2 separate regions of the Sus scrofa genome follow, and region 2 is linked to region 1. Evidence: chromatin contacts called from public HiChIP or PLAC-seq data. All regions are on one chromosome and are shown on one strand. Each heading gives the region's core, a stretch centred on a gene start, on an enhancer-like site or on the middle of the called end of the contact. The rest is flanking DNA. Distances are from core to core; before and after follow the strand shown. Region 1 overlaps NREP (neuronal regeneration-related protein). Region 2 has its middle 64 kb from the start of YTHDC2.

What was found. HiChIP or PLAC-seq counts read pairs in DNA pulled down with a chosen protein or histone mark.
Region 2: an H3K27ac HiChIP or PLAC-seq map of alveolar macrophages shows a contact between it and region 1. The contact joins two enhancer-like sites. A contact is called at or near these places in 1 of 5 promoter capture datasets (liver), 4 of 47 Hi-C or Micro-C datasets (fetal heart ventricle, heart right ventricle and liver) and 2 of 2 datasets of contacts at active chromatin or transcription factors (alveolar macrophages and skeletal muscle).

Annotation. Positions count from the first base shown.
Region 1 is chr2:117,858,994-117,862,130 of Sscrofa11.1, forward strand. It overlaps NREP (neuronal regeneration-related protein), which reads left to right. Exons shown (of 7, transcript XM_021084633.1): 6 at 2,170-2,247. Among named protein-coding and RNA genes, the nearest start is that of YTHDC2, 140 kb to the right of the region's middle. Within about 2 kb of position 1,613, at least 9 of the 83 cell types and tissues checked have an H3K27ac peak or open chromatin away from gene starts, as enhancers often do. A contact at or near this core is called in alveolar macrophages and skeletal muscle, where this site is marked.
Region 2 is chr2:117,937,721-117,940,857 of Sscrofa11.1, forward strand. No RefSeq gene overlaps it. Among named protein-coding and RNA genes, the nearest start is that of YTHDC2, 64 kb to the right of the region's middle. Within about 2 kb of position 1,436, at least 9 of the 83 cell types and tissues checked have an H3K27ac peak or open chromatin away from gene starts, as enhancers often do. A contact at or near this core is called in alveolar macrophages and skeletal muscle, where this site is marked.

The sequences.
Region 1 (3,137 bases), core at 363-2,862:
TTTTTATCAGTGTTTTTGGTTTACGATGTAATTTTATTTCTTACTAATAAATGTCATATTTTTAATTATATTTAAAGCATACCTTGAAAAGCATTTAGAGATGTTAACATCTTTTATCTATTTATGTTAACTGAATTTATAGTGGATCCCAATTCGGGGTCTCCTAAAATTGCCCAAAATAGGATTTTGTGTGCTGTGACTTTCTTTTAAGCCTTAAAAAAAAATGCTTTTGTTTCTTAGATTCCATTTTATTTCCTTCGCCCATTCTTGCTTAAAAGGGAATGTCAAGGATGGCTCTCTGTCCCAAACAAGGCAGATGGTGGAATTCTCTAGGCAGAGAAGCGGAAAGCTAAGCAAAAGGAAGAAGGTTGGGGTGGAGGAAACAGAGTGGTCTAGAAAGCAGAACCAGTCCAGAGTCAGAAGACAGAACCAGTTCTTGTAGGATGAGCTCTCAAATGTAAGACCTAAGTATGTGTGATAGCTGTGGACTCCTGTAATTTTCAAAGAGAGGTGGTAGGCAGTTTGCCTTCTGGGATCATTTGGGAGCATTGGGATAGTGGGAAGAACTGAAATTTAGAACCCAAACACCTGGTTTGCATCTGAGTCCTATCCTACATTGTGCGACATTGGGCAAGTCACATGACCTTCCTGAGTTTCAATTTCCTCTTCTGTGTAATAGTAAGACCTAGTCACAGGCTTATCATCAGGATAAATAAGGTAACGGGTGTAAAATTGCTTTGTACACTGGGACGTGTCATAAGTGTTACTGGAGTGGAGCTATTTCTGTTAGACTCTCCCACAGATCAGCACGGCCATCCACATCTCCTGTCTCAGACACCCTGACCAAATGGATCCATTGGGACATTGAAAACATTAAGTTACCCTCGATGATTAGGTGACCATATCTAGTGCTTCCACCAACAAACAAAAAAAGACATATAAATCTGTTCGTTAACCTATTAACGAGCTATGATTCTTTTTTTTTTTTTTTTCCTTCCCATGGTATTATGGAAGTTTTGGGGCCAGGGATCGAATCCGAGCCACAGCTGCAACCTATGCCACAGCTACAGCAATGCTGGATCCTTAACCCACTGCCCCAGGGCAGAGATTGAACCCACACCACCACAGGGAGAGCAGTGGATCCTTACCCGCTGGGTCACAGCAGGAACCCCAAGCTGTGATTCTTAATATTATTTATTTACAACATTTAGAGAATCAGATCTGGAGGGAATCTTATCTAATTTTCTCCCCTCCCTTCAAGCAGGGCTGTATCAAATGTAAATTAGCCCTGACAGATGGTTGTTGGATTTGGTTTCTGAATTCTTAAGGACGATTTCACAGTTTTCCCCTCTAAATTCTTTTAGTAATTTAACAGTTCTTATGCCAAGTTCTTCCTTATAGCTGACCTAAATCTGTAGTTGTAATTTAAGTCCTTACCCCCCTTCCTCTTGTCTTTACCAGAGATGGAGAACAGCTGGTCTTAGAATAATAACCCTTTTTAATATTGAAAGAAGAGTCACTCAGTTGGACTCAGTCTCTCCACCCCCCCTCATCAGCTAGTATTCTTAGAATCATTGTTGGCCGTGCTGCCCCAGCTCCCTGCCTTGCCCCTCTCTCAGACACTGCGACTTCCAGGCAGCTGGGCAGAGTGTCTTGTCGGTGGACACGTGCATCTGGGGAGGTTGCAGGCTGCTTGTTCCTTTCCTCCATATGCTTTGTGCATAATCTTGAGCCTTCTAACAGATGATCAGGATAACCCTTCACAATGTCTGGTGGGGATATGGTACATTTATCTCATAAACATGGAGTTTTGCAAGGATACTTAACACAGGTTGCTTTGAAAATTAAGCCTCCCGGTGCCTTAGTTTGCTCAGCCGGTCAGTGGTTAACTTCATGCTACCACTTTGCTTGCTAATGATAACATTGAAGGATATCTCTGCTCTGTTGGATTTCATCTCAGAAGACATTGAGCTACACTCTCCTGAGTGCAGCGTACATTCGGAAGCATGCTGACAGTCTGAAAGAGCTCGGGGGCTTCCCCAGCACCCTAAGATGCAACTGGGAAATAAGTGACCATTGGGGAGACTTGAGCTTCTTAAGCTGACCCCACGCAGTTTCAGAGTGGATCCTGTTTTTAATCTGAATATGTGTGCTTTTATGTCTCTCTAGGTTTATTACCCAGAGCTTTCTGTCTGGGTCAGTCAAGAACCATTTCCAAACAAGGAAATGGAGGGAAGGCTTCCTAAGGTAAGATCTCTAACTGACGTTTTGTTCAGGTTTTTTTTTCAATTTAGACACCATTTTTTAAAATTACTTCCTTTTCATTTAAATTCTCATTGTTAGAGTTCCCATGGTGGCGCAGTGGGAACGAATCCGGCTAGGAACCATGAGGTTGCGGGTTCGATCCCTGGTCTCCCTCAGTGGGTTAAAGATCCGGCATTGCCGTGAGCTGTTGTGTAGGCCGCAGATACCGCTGAGATCTGGCATTGCTGTGGCTGTGGTGTAGGCCAGCAGCAACAGCTCCAATTGGACCCCTAGCCTGGGAACTATATGCCGTGGGTGCGGCCCTAAAAAGGACAAAAGACAAAAAAAAAAAAATTCTCATTATTATATTATACTACAATAATCCATTAACCTGATACTATTATGACCTTGGAAATAACATATACTACAGAAAAGAAAAAGAACATCCTAAAATCCTGTGACTCTTACCGTCCATGTTATCTTCTTTCTTGACAAGTCCAAAGTCCAAAGCAAATTTTCATTTAAGAATCATGAAACCAAGTTTATCAAATGTACACTTTATAGGTTTTTAATTTGTTTGTTTCGTTCCCGGTTAGATAAACTCAAATATGAAGATATCTAACTAAAAGATAACCTTAAAAATATAAGATGATGAGTTTTGTCTGGTAATAATGCCTGAATGTCTGATAAGTCTGCCCATGAAACAAAACAGAAAGAACATTTAAAAAACTGTTATATTTTATCTTCTAACTTTTAGACCTAAAAATATTTTCTATTAACATGCTTTCATTGTTCTGATGTCTTAGGTATGACACTGCTCTGCTGTAAGAAACTTTGTAAAATCTGCATTTTTGATTTTAGCAGCATTTCAAAAAATAAATAATAAACCAACA
Region 2 (3,137 bases), core at 186-2,685, 79 kb after region 1:
ATACTAAGTGAAGCAAGTTAGGGTCAGAAAGACAAATACCATATGATAGCACTTATATGTGGAATCTAAAATATGGCAGAAATGAACCTATCTGCAGAACAGAAACAGACTCATAAACATAGAGAACAGACTTGTTGCCAAGGGGGAGGCGGAGGGGGTAGGATGGACTGGGAGTTTGGGCTTAGTAAGTGCAAACTATTATACTTAGAATGGATAAGCCATGGGGTCCTGCTCTATAGCACAGCAAACTATCCAATCACTTGTGGTAGAACATGATGGAAGATAACATGAAAAAAAATGTATGTATGTGTATGACTGGGTCACTTTGCTGTGCAGCAGAAATGGACAGAACATTGTAAATCAACTATATTTTAATTTTTAAAAAATGGGGGGTGAAAAGATGAGGGGTATATCAAAAACATCCTCATGTTATAGACTGGCAGTGAAGAACCTGGTGGTACACAGTGTAAATATTCCATGCCTCGAGAAAGCTAGGCTCTTTCTGAGTCTTAATAAAAAGAAAAGGGGAGAATTCCCACTGTGGCTCAGTGGTAATGAATCTGACAGTATCCATGAAGATGTGGGTTTGATGCCTGGAATTGTGGGTTAAATATGCGACATTGTCTTGAGCTGTGGTGTAGGTCACAGATGTGGCTTGGATCTGGTGTTGCTGTGGCTGTGGTGTAGGTCGGCAGCTGCAGTTCTGATTTGACCCCCTGGCCTGGGAGCGTCCATAAGCTGCATATGCAGCCCTAAAAAGCAAAAAAAGAAAAAAGAAAAGAAAAAGGAAAGTTACTACACACCCAGGCAGGGCCTCTCATTGTCTACCTCATTTCCCAGCAGAATACCCTGCCTGTGCTAAGAACTAAAGTCATCTTGTTTTTGATAAGTTGCCAGGAAACTTAAGGCTGTATGGTGAGGGTCCACCAGGCATGGAGCAGACTCTGTTAAAACTTGAACTATTTTTTCCCAAAATGCTGCTGGCCTTTAGCTACCATGTCTCAAGTGAGGAGTCTTGGGGAAAAGAGGTGCAAAGTATTTAAACAAATATCCCACCTCATGGGGGTTGTGGCAAGCTGTGGCAATGTCACAGGGATGGCACAAGGTATTAATGGCCACACTCTGATAGGTGCTTTTGTAGCAGGAAATATAACCCAGCTTTTTCATATTCAGAGGCAGTAAGATATTTCAGAGAAAGGCAACGAACTCCCACATTGTTTGTTGACCTTACTTAAGCATTTCATACCAGTGTGTCTGGCAGCTTTGGGAACTATTGTGTAAGTGGGGTTACCCAGAAATGATTGCCCACATTCTGAGAATATTTCATGATCAAGGATTTGGCAAATTCATTGTGAATGGCATGACCCCTAACCCCCTCTTTTTCATAAACTAGATTTTGGCTCTGAAATAGACCTTGGATAATTATCTCTTTTGAAAATGTAGCCCTGCTTGGCAACCTAAGCCACGCGCGTCAGTGCAAGGACCCATTTCCATTCCTCCAATCAGTTCTCCTGTTCCCAGGGGTAGCCATCTCTCACTGATACCTTTGGGAAAGGTAAATCTGGGCTGATGACGAAACATTCCTTGCACACAAAGGAAAAGCTGCACAATCAACTACCTGTATGGGCTCAGGAAAGCATCACAGTTTGAAAATTAGGCTGAAGAGTGTGTATCAAGTTATCAAGCCCTTTTGGGAAAACCCCAGACCTGGCCAAGATCTCTTGGCAAGAGCACAGGCAAAGAGCCTGAGGCTTGGGCCGCCTGAGTGGCTGACTGATATTTGATTCTTTAAATAGACAAAGAATTCAAATTCAATCAGCAGACACGTCTCCAGACAGATAGACAGAGAGAGCAAGCCAGTGAGCAAGCCACGTGTCTAGGAGGACAGGATGCGTCAGCACAAGTTTTAGGCAGCAGGATTCCTTAAAGCCTGGGGCCAAAATGGTCAGAGACAGATCACTGACCATCACTGTGGAAGACGTTTAGGCTTCAGAGTAGAGTGCAGGGCAGATGCACAGAATGTTGGCTTTACCACTAAACAGCTGGGCGACCTTGAGCAAGTTACTTATCTCTGAACCACCTCGGGGCCGCAGTGAAAGCACCCTCAGAGAGTTACTTTGGAGAGTCTCCAACATTGGAAAGGCTCAAGGATAGGGGAGCTAGAACAATCAGAGGCTTACATTAATGAACTTCTGAAGTGTCTCTTGAAAGCAGAATAAATATATTCACAACCCAGAGATGGATTATTGATTTATGCAGCACTCAGGATATAGGCTTTTATTAAATGGTGAGCATAGAACAATTGAGGATTCAAATGAGAAAAAAAATAAGTTGGATCTGTACCTCATCTCGTGCACAAAAATCTGTTCAGCATTGATTATAATCCTAAATGTAAAGGGCAAAATTATAAAGTTTTTTGAAGAATCTAAGATAATGCGTCCCTGAGCTCAGGGGAGGGACTCTGGTGGTAAGAGGGAAGGACATCAAGGGAACTTCTGGGTCCTGGAAAAATTCAAGGTCTTGACCTGGGAGATAGCTCTATGGTTGTGCACTTTGTAATTATTCTTTAAGCTGCCCATATATGCGTCATGCATTCTTTGCTGTGTATTATCTCTTTCACTTTTTCTTTGGTTTCCACACTGCCTGTATGCCCTTTCAGCGCCCAGGTCAGGCCATTTAGAGGACAAGAGCTGCTTTTTGTTTTGGGGTTTTTTTTTGTTTTGTTTTGGTTTTGGTTTTTTTGTCTCTTTTTAGGGCCGCACCCATGGCACATGGAGGTTCCCAGGCTAGGTGTCGAATCGGAGCTGCAGCTGCCGGCCTGCGCCAGGGCCACAGAAATGTGGGATCTGAGCCGCATCTGCAGCCTACACCACAGCTCATGGTAACATGGAATTCTTAACCCACTGAGCAGGGACAGGAGTCAAACCTGCATCCTCATGGATGCTAGTCAGGTTAGTTTCTGCTGAACCACAACAGGAACACCAACAAGCACTGTCTTAATGGAGGGGAAAATAAATCAAATATAATAAATATTTAAATACATTAAAACAGAAATATTGAGATGTCACAGATAGGCAGGCTCTAAATACACAGTGGCATTGTTTGACAAAGTTCACAGTTCCCTACCAGTCAGGCAG